Linked DNA regions of Oryzias latipes: region 1 is linked to region 2. Evidence: chromatin contacts called from public Hi-C data. All regions are on one chromosome and are shown on one strand. Each heading gives the region's core, a stretch centred on a gene start, on an enhancer-like site or on the middle of the called end of the contact. The rest is flanking DNA. Distances are from core to core; before and after follow the strand shown.

Region 1 (5,456 bases), core at 999-3,498, 53 kb after region 2:
AGCCCAGTCCTTATCGCAAGAAATGTCTTCAGATGTGCGGAGACCCAACAGAAAACCAGTGACTGAGTTCAAGGAGAATATCATCACTCAGTCAGAGAGACATTAGTCTTCTTGAAAATAATAAATACATTTCTTTAAAAAAAAAAACATCGATGTCCTGAGGTTAAAATCCCTCTATGGCAACACAAAGCATGAGAAAAGCGGAAAATTGTACAACATTCACCTTTTTGACCAGACCAATACACGGTGGCAAACGAGCATTTATGAAAACCTAATTTTAAAAATGATTACGGTAATATTTTCATATTTAGGAAAAACCTTTTATATGCTTTATTAATTAAATGTTATCACAGATTTGCTAAGCAGGTATATTTGAAATGGAAATGTAGAAATAATTTATTTTATAGACTTTCTTGATCACTGTCTTGTCAGGAATTTTGGGAATAAACATTTTTGTTTTGCTTTTTCCTGTGTTTTGTAAAGTATGGGTGTTGGTAACAAAACATTTGACAGTCTGTATAATTTCTGTAGTTTCTGTTGATTATGTCTTTGTTTCGAATTATTTTCCAATGCAACTTTTTATTCTTTTTATTATTATTATTATTAACATGGACATTGTTTGATGATGCTTAAACCCAAACTGCACTGATATTCTAAAGTGTATTTATTTTAAATTACCCAGAAAAGGAATTGTTCAAGTAAGATTTTTCTTTTTTTTAATTTTCTTATATTATACAGATTTTCCTTGATCATACATCCACCATAATCTTTATTTTGCTCAAACAGAGCCAATCAGAGAGGAGGTGATGTTTTTGCATGATCTCCAAAGATTTATTCATTCATTCATTCATTCATTTTCTTGACCGTTTTTCCCTTTTGGGGTCACGGGGCTGCCGGAGCCTATCCCGGCCACTTGTTTGACCAGACCAATAGACGATTTATTTCATTTAAAAAAAAGAAGGTGCTCAGGTTTTGGCTGGTTCTATTATGCTGAAAGGTTCCTTATTCCAGCATTTTCAGCTCCAATTATAACCACAGCTTCATTGGACTAAAAAATCTACATGCAAACTTCAATGTTAAAGCAAAACCACTTTTCTGTAGTATATGCCTTAATTGGCCTTTTGTTTCTTCGGTTTTCCTTATTTGTCGCCGCTTAAAAATACGGACAGAAAAACAAATATTTAAAAATGTAAATAACCCTGTTTCTAAGTTTGACATTCTGCCCCAATTTAAAGTATTGGATCATCGAATTTTAAGGTAATGTGGCATGGGCTTGTGTAAAAAATAAAAATCAGATAAAGAAATATTCTGACGCATCTTGTCATGTAGTCTATCTGCTAATGATATCATTGAATTAATTTTCCCCAAAAATGAAAAATCCAAGTCTGATTTTTATTTTGTTTTAGTAAGATTTATTTCTTAAAATTTAACCTGATTTTTTTCTAGAAACTCCTTTAAAACCATTTGTCACTGGGCAAAAACAAATGTGTTTAAAGTGTGGGTGGTAATATAGCCTCAAAGACATGTGTTTGTGTGCCTAACAGAACAGAGATCATTAAGTTCACAATAGATCATCGTAAGAGTTAAATGCTCTCCTGTTTCTGGATGACTATGGGCCTTGTGACAGCCTCTGTGATCACAACCCCCCGATGCTTCCCCAGGGTCCCATAAACCACATCAGTCCATCACCCTGACAGAACGTTCGGATTCCTGTAAGGACCCCCACCACCGCCACATCAACCACCAGCATCCAGAGTTTAGTTCTTTAAATGAAGTACAGAAATTTCAATGACTTTTACTTTTTCACATTTCAGTCATTTTAAATGACTTTTAAATTATTTTTTTATTTAACATTTTTACCAGTCAGGCTTACTATTTTATATTCAAAAATTACACATCAGGGCTCAGCTTAACTTCCATTTGTTGCACTGTCTAAGTGAAAAGCCAGCTCAGTTCCTTATTCAGCAACCTCCTCAGTCTGTGATTGACTTTTCCCCCACCAGCCTGCAGCAGATGAAGGAACAGAGCTTAAACCTGTTACTGTCAGCTTCTCACCTGGATCATAAGAACTCCTGCTCGGAGCATGCAAACCAATATCCCCCTATTCTTCGCACAGCCGCCCGGGATTCACTGCACTGGCTTTTCACAAAGAGGAGAGCCAAGCGCACTCTGTGTTATCTTATTGAGTTACCTGTAGCTAAGCTCTGAGCGAGCGCACACAATGGCAGGCAGTTAATGACAGTGCAGGGCCTAACCCCTTGTCCCCTGCCTTTCCCTGAGCCTCATTTCCGCGCGGCGGCTGCCATTTCACAGCTGTTAGCCACAGACTCTCTTTGTCATGATTAAGGGCAAATTAATAGATGCCTCCTGGTAATCAGCTTTCATTAGGGCTGTCAAACCGTCAGTGGCATTCGCTCAGTGCTCAGGACTTGGGATGATCACCTCCCATTTGAGAGACAGTGCCGCTGACAGCTGAGAGGCTGCTGTATTTGGTGCAGCTGGTGTGGCTAAAGTGTGGGTAACCAGTGCATTAGCACGCTCCTTCATGGCACAAGTGCTTGTAGTTGGTGCTTTAACAGTTCTTCTCCGTGTGGAGCTGCAAGATGGAGGTCATCGCGGGAATGACATAAAGAGTGGTCTTTCTGCTGGGTGTAATTGGCCCCAGCATGCTGAAAATGGGCTGTGAAATGTAAGGGGGGGTCAAATAATTGATTTTCCTCCAAATGCAGAATCCAGGGCAGGCGTGTTTAGTGAGGAACATACAAGAGCAGTTCAGCCCGGGCTGACTGGCATATCTGTTGAAAGTTCCCAGGGGCAGGGGAAGAGATAACACACACCTGAGACCCCGGAGCAGAGGGACGGCCATGGCGGTGCTACTCAGAGGGCAGCAGCGAGGATTCACATCAAACTTCCTCCCTCACAAGCCTGTATGTGGGGGTGGGGCTCATGCACACACACACATTCGCGCTGAGAATGATGGACAGAGACTATTGTATGTAGAAATACACTCTCCTCTCTCCCTCTGTCCGTCTCCGGTTCTCTTTCTGTCAGCCTCCCACCCTCCGTCTCTCTGCAGCATTTCTGGAATTGATGAAATAAACTCATCAGACTTCCACCAAGTTTGGTATTGTGAGGGAGAGCTGAAGTCATTTCAGTATGTAGATTTCAGACTTAAACCCATAACCGTGTTGCGTGGTGCATGACCACCCCCACCTGCTGGAGAGAGAAGGCTCGGGTGTGCATGATGGGATAGGGATGGCTGTAACAGAGGATACAGCCTGGTCCTGTGAATGTTTACTGATTTCTCAACACTACAGCCTAGGGGAATTAAGACAATAGCCTTAATGCAAATGGTATAATCTAGTGACAAAATGACACTTTATTTGCTGTGCCAAAATGGAGCTGGAATACATGTGTAAGCTAATTGAGAAGAACCAGCCACTTAACCGTCTGCTGTGCTAAAATAGCCTTCATCTTTCATTTGAAGGATTTCTTCATAGGAAAAAAAAAAAAAAGATGAATGAAGATTGTCAAGTTCCGTGATCTCTGTAATTTGATTTTGCCCAAAACACAATGATTACAAAACTTTTGCATTTCTCCCAAAGAGTCACTGCTGTCAAAAATGTAGATGAGCCACCCAAAGCTGGCACGTTGAGCTCATCATAACAGGGCATTTGCGCGATGCGTCGTCACTTCTCTTCAATTTCCTTAAGCATCTTGGTAAATTGCACCAAACAAATTCAAGATCAACTCCAGCGTCAAAAACAATGCACATAAATCCCATTTATTCAACCCATATTGTGCCGCAGAGGGCCCCTGTGTTTGCATGAAGGTAATTACAGTGGGATTTGATGTTGTGGTGTGCCCAGAATTCTCTAGCTTTAGATCAGGCTCAGGGTGCTCCACCCCATTAATACTCCATATGGGGAACCCAGCTGTGATCAGAATTGGACGAGCGGGAGGGGAAATCGATTTCATTTGCAGGATTATTGATGTAACCAAGATGCTGTTTGTATGAAACATAAAGTCTCATTTCAGAGGTTATGGACAAAACTGGATTGAGGGGCTGGCTATTTGTTTTGTTCAGTGAAACATTACAGAAACAAAGAAGTCGGTGCGCATGCTGCTGTACCGTCTGCACCCGCATTGCACCACATTAATACTCTGGAACAATTTTTTTTTCTTCTCTTTTTCATCTTTTCCCAGCCACCTCTCCGCGCTGACACAAACAGCTGCATGCAACAAATACACAACAAGGTGGGGGAAAGAAAGGAAGACTGTGGGAAAATTAATGATTTAGTGCTGCGCAGGAGACAAACACGAGGGTTCAAAGTATCACATATTGTTGGAGTAAGTAGTGACCTGGCATCCAGCCTTTTTTCAGCCTTTGCCAAACTTCCCCCTCCACCTGTTCCCTGCATATTTCGGGGGGGTGGGGGTTTATAAGTCAGGCTGACGTGTTGGCGAGGTGATCAAACATACATTAAAAAAGTATCAGACTTTCCCAGGGTTCAGATGGCCTAACAGCTGGTTCTTTCAACTGGATCTGTCTCTCCTCTAATATTCCTCCTTGTTTCTCCGTCCTCTGTGCCTGGTGGGGACCATTGTGGTTCCTATTCATTCAGCAGCAATGGCTGGAATGATGGCAATCAAGACGGGAACATTTTTGTTGTTTTTTTTTCTGTTGTGTTGCGCTTCACTTCTCAGCTCAGATGAGATTGTCCCATAAAATTGAATATTGCCAAATTAAATTATAGAATAGCACGTATGATAAAAATTAAAAATTAAAAACTGTCAATTTAGCTTAAAGTTATACCATCAAAGGCATTTGTAACAACTGGCTCTGGTCGTCAGTTATCGCGTGGGGGCCTGTGAGGGCGGTCTCCTTCTCCCGCTTCCTCGGCTTGTTCAGAGCAGATGTTCGGGGCGCTCTTGTGTCAGTGATGGGCGATGTAAAGGCAGACTTACACATGTTCATGTCGCCATATCTTTACAACTGAAGAAGGAAGTTATGTCATCGAGCCAGCTGGCTCTAATGTGCACAGCGGCACTGTGTGAAAAATATGGATCAGAGGGGGAGCCAAACTTGAACTTGGCCGACTCACTTAGAAATATTTTTGCTTTGGGTTGGAGGTGTTGAAAGATTGAAGGCACCTGGGGTGGAACTTGTGCAAGTTTGAGCATTCATGCTCATTTTACAGCACTTTACTTTTGTCATTTACACTTGTTGTTGTCTTAAGAAAAAAAAAGAATTAGGATTCAGCTTGCTACTCCTGGAAGTTGTGGTGAATGTGTATTTTGTCAGAGAGAAATCTGAGCCAAGCCGTTTTCACAGGCCGTGTGTGCTGTTTTGATATGGGCCTGTTTGGAGTGAGAGGGGCAAGAGGGCCCCTCTGGGAGAGAGGGCTGAAGCTCTGTTCTGGGGTTTAGGTCTCCATCTAGCCTAATAAAAAACA
Region 2 (5,010 bases), core at 1,015-3,514:
CGAGGATAAGCGGGAGTCAGATGCATATGTGGGGCTATGAAAGTGACATGGAATTTACAGAAAAGTGGCTTTTGTGTCGTTTCTCAAACACTATTTCATTGTATTTAGAGCAGCATCCTTGCCCTTCATTAAACTATAACTCTATAGAAGAAAAAAATATATTTTCCTGAGAATTTAGAGTATAAATCTGACTCTCCTACTTCAGCTGCAGTAGGCTTAGGCTACTAATTTCATGCCATTAAACGTAAAGTGAAGGTAAAAGTGAGCACATCTAATCGTTTGACTTATGCAGCTGTTTTTAGTTAGGTCAAGTGCACAAAACGTGCACTTTTAAAGACTAAGGCATTATTAAAGATCTTTTTTTTATCATTTTAATGCTGCTATCTAAAATCTTGCCTCATGTGTTGTTTCATTTTGTCTCTTAACAGCAAGAAATGTTTGGAGCAACAAACTGCAAAGCCTGTTGAATTCATTACATCGTAAACGTTTCTGCACAATGCCGATGCTTTTCTGCATGGTGTAATTATTAACAGCTGTGGCAAATGAATATCAGGCTTTAAAAGATTAGCAGAACAGAGGTAAGACCTGGTGGTGCTGCATTGTGGAGTAGAGATTGTCGCAGGAAGGAGCGCGGGATCCTTTCCCTTCAGAACCCTACCTGCTGCTGCTGCTGCTGTTGCTGCTGCTGCTGCTGCTGCGGCTTCAGGAGGAGAAAACAGATCTGGACGCAAATGCGCCGTTGTTTGGACTGTCCATGATTGATGCTTGACTTAATCCAGTGCTCTGTGCGCCTTCCCGGGAGGTTGGCGGTCTCTTTGTGCCTCCGTGTCCCATGTGAAGCAAACCAAAGCGGGAGTGTGAGGGTCATAGCTATTCGGCAGGGTACCAGATCTTTCCCACCGGCACATCTGCATGTGAAATCGCCATTTCACCCCTCCACACTCCCTAATTGTTGCTAAAATTATTTGTGAAATTGCCTTCCACCAGGAGTGTTTTCCACGGCAATTGTCACACAATTTTATATGCACGGTGGGCCCACAGAGTTAACACATGCTGCTCCTCTCCTCTGCCATATGGGCCCTTTCTGTTTTGCCTTTAATAGTGACACATCACAATCAGTTTTTTAAACAATTACCTTCGAGCAATTACTTGAACAAGTCAACCTGTTGTCACCAATACCGGGTCGATCCGAATGTTGCAGGGTAATTGCCACAAAAGCTGTGAGAGCGACTTGGTTGTTCATGCTGCGCGCATTATCCTAATTGAAAGGTTAACAAGCTGAAAGGCATCTTAAAGTGTAACCCTGGCCTGGAAGAGCTGCTTTGGTGCCGTTTAGCGCGCAGCGGGCCCCAGAAAATCAGCGGTGGAGACTCAACTTTTGATGGACAGATTTCATTAAATTGGGATGACTCAATAAAAAAACTGATTGAGAATTTCTGCAAAATGTTTTTAAAATAGATTTTATTAATATATTTTTATCATGCGCTTCACTTTTCTAATAGTTTATTTTACTTTGGAGGAACACTTTTTACTTTATAAAAAAAAAAAAAAGTAAGAAAAGGAATCTATAAATACTAATATTTCACGGGTTTGATCAGCTGAGTGACGCCCAGACAAGAGGCAAATGCTTTCAAACATTATTTAGATCTATTGCGATCCTGAAGTGCTTTTCTTGTTTGGGCTCTTGTGTGAGAAGCGGCAGTGAATTAAAAAAAAAAAAGCGCACGGTGCTGATCTGATTGGTCGGCCGGCTCCTGGCTAAACCCACTCTCCTTCATCCATAAAAGAAAGGGCAGGGAGCCTATGGGAGCGCGCGGCTGTCTCCTCCTACGACATGCACGAAAGTTGGCCACTTAAACTACTTCCAGCAAGCCACCAGACATTATACTGAACCCAAACTAGAACGAGGGGGAAGAGAAACACCAGCGCTCTCAATTTAGGTGCCACTCCTCCATTTCCAAACCTAATTTGTTGCAACATTTTTCTTTATTTTGTGGCACATTCATCACGTCAGGGGAGAGGATCAGTTTTATTCCCCCCTCCGGTGGAAGGAGAGCTTGTCAAGATCACCCGCCTGGGATTAGGATTTGACAGCAGCGGCGCATCTTGTTGAGCGTTTTGAATACATTCCTTTTTTTTCTATTTCACTTTGTTGGGGTTGTTCATCGTTTCTCTGGTTGGGCTGGGGGTCTGGGGAGCTTGGACTTTCTCAGAGCTGAAGGCTCGATCAGTGTCCAGTTGGGTGTTTTTGCCTGGGTGGCTAGATGATGGCTACTCTGCCCGGAACTGTGCCTCGGATGGTGCGCCCTGCGCCAGGCCAGAATTACCCAAGAACCGGTTTCCCCCTAGAAGGTAAGGAAGGGGACAAGGAGTGCTTCTTTTTTGGACTTGTGTTCGAACCCTCAGTGGTTGCCCGCTGTGTGAGCCCTCAGATGTGACACATGCTGAGAAATAAAACAATAACATTGTTGGAACAAAAGCGCAATCACTGCGTATTAAGTTCAATTTAGTTTAGATCAAAATGTTTTTTTAACACAATACTTACATATATATATATATTATTTTGTCAAATGAATACATTTAAATAAACTCTGATAAATTATATCCCAACTTTACTGCTTATCAAAAAAGGCCTCTACATATAACCGTCATATTTTAGTTTCTCTCTTTAATATCCAAATGTTTTCATACATTATTTAACAAATATCTGCAATTTTAACATGTAAATCCATTTTTTAAAATAACTTTAATTTATTCTACTTTTACATTACCCCCACTAAAATCACCAGACACATATGGGCGGGAAAACAAAGAACATTTTTATTTGCATGCATTTGTGGAAACACTTTTCCCAACACCCACTTCGTGCTCAAGTGCTTCGGACGGAAGCGTAAAAAACCACGTAGCTCGCGAGTTCCTCGAGCCCCGGGATTTGCTCAAGTGTCCTGCTGCTGGAAATGGCAATAACACACACAGCAAAAAGATGGCTCAAAGGATCACATCAATATTTGTACAGCATGACTAGGAATAATCAAGGTGGGGAGAGTTGGCCACTTTAGGGTCTCTTGAATGTGAAATTGCTTCCTCAAGTGGCCTCGGACGCATCCTGTCATCCAGACTAAGGCTGCGTCAATTTGGCACCACGCTCCTTTGAAAATGTGCAATATGATAATGAGCGCGTCCTGCTAAATATCAACAACAAATGCGCCACTGATGGAAAATTATCTTTTCAAATTGAAGTGATTTGTTTTTGTTGGTTTTACTTTTATTATTTTCTGCTGCGCGTCTTTGAAGCTGTTGTTGTTTGTTGTGGCGCAGTGTCTACCCCTCTGGGCCAGGGTAGGGTGAATCAGCTTGGAGGAGTGTTCATCAACGGGAGGCCCTTGCCAAATCACATCCGACACAAGATAGTGGAGATGGCCCACCACGGAATCCGACCCTGCGTGATCTCGCGGCAACTGCGAGTTTCTCACGGTTGTGTGTCCAAGATCCTCTGTCGGTACCAGGAGACCGGATCCATCCGTCCGGGAGCCATCGGAGGCAGTAAACCCAGGGTGAGTGGCGGTCCGCCGCCCCAAAAAACTGGGTCACCGCAGCAGGCTGATGGACCCCCTATCTGTCATTTTTATTTTAACAATCCATAAAAGTTTTGTATTTTAAATAATATGAGAAAAAAAACGTATTTTTATATATATGAATAACAGATTATGGATTTAATTGTGCCCTTTTTGTTAATTAAATTCACTGCTTCATCCTTGATGACAAAATGCAAATAAAAAAAATGTTTTAGGCTTTAAACTAAATAACATAACTTTTGGTTTTTGGTTGGAAATATAGAATTAATAATATTTCAAAACATATTTATATATGTGCATTATAATAACATACATTATAGGTCCACACATTTATAAAATATAAAATGTTTTTTAATGAGTTAATTCGTTTTTTTAAACATAAACAAGTATCATATTTCTTTTAAACCCCCTAAAATGTAATTAGTTTTTTTTTTGTGAATGAGATTTTCTTAAAATAAAATAGATAAATAAAAATACAGGTGAAACTAAAATTGTTCGTTTGTTTGCCCCCCCCCCCCATTCTTGCTTGGATTCCATTTCAAACCTAAAGCAGGTGGCAACTCCTGATGTGGAGAAGCGGATCGAAGAGTACAAGAGAGAAAACCCTGGCATGTTCAGCTGGGAGATCCGGGATAAGCTGCTGAAGGACGGTGTGTGCGACAGAAGCACAGTTCCTTCAGGTGAGGCTTCATCTGGTAAGCTGCACTTTTTTATTTTTACTCACTACCAGTGAACACTGCAGCATCACTGACTTCAACATGTCCACTTACTGAAAATGAAACCCCATCAGTAAGCAGCTGTTTGACCTAGAAAAAAAGAGAAAGCTCCTGTTGAAATGTGGCTTCAGTGTTTCTGTTTCATTTTGCTTTAACATTTTGGACAGTTTGGTTTAAGCTGGTGCTTCATGTCAAACTTTTGCTGTGCCTTATTCTGTATCCTTCTAAAATGTTTGATAGGATTATTTTGGTTCTTTTATGGGTTTTAGGGCTAATCACCCATTTACCTTTTTGTTGCCATTAGTGAGCTCCATCAGCCGCGTTTTGAGGGCCCGATTTGGCAAAAAAGATGACGAGGATGACTGTGATAAGAAGGATGAAGATGGAGAAAAGAAAACAAAGCATAGCATCGATGGCATCCTCGGTGATAAATGTAAGTTAACTCAAAATTTCTGAAATTTCAAATTTTATTATCATCATCAAAGTGGGGGAAATGTTTGAAATAGACTTCCTGCCTAAAATCAGATTGTGGGGGGGAAAAACTGTTCTTCCGAGCTGCTGCTAAACAGGCAGAATTCATGCCTGCTCTGATCCTCCGAGCCAGGCACTTGTTCGTTCATGCAATTATTTATGAGAGTCTTGGCAGAAGGTATTTAACTGCAGAAAATTAATTTGTGTGGCGAATTCCTCCTTATTCATTTTCTCAGTCATTTAACGAC

Evidence for each region. Hi-C and Micro-C count contacts between places; a contact is called where the count stands out from the background.
Region 1: a contact with region 2 is called in a Hi-C map of embryo, with 2.4 times the contacts expected there. The contact joins the enhancer-like site here to the promoter of pax7 in region 2. A contact is called at or near these places in 2 of 5 Hi-C or Micro-C datasets (both in embryo).

What each region holds. Positions count from the first base shown.
Region 1 is chr5:8,932,418-8,937,873 of ASM223467v1, forward strand. No RefSeq gene overlaps it. Among protein-coding and RNA genes, the nearest start is that of park7, 15 kb to the right of the region's middle. Within about 2 kb of position 2,249, at least 3 of the 8 cell types and tissues checked have an H3K27ac peak or open chromatin away from gene starts, as enhancers often do. A contact at or near this core is called in embryo, where this site is marked.
Region 2 is chr5:8,879,143-8,884,152 of ASM223467v1, forward strand. It overlaps pax7 (paired box 7), which reads left to right and starts at 2,265. Exons shown (of 9, transcript NM_001305635.1): 1 at 2,265-2,352; 2 at 3,319-3,554; 3 at 4,126-4,270; 4 at 4,596-4,724. The coding sequence starts at 2,265.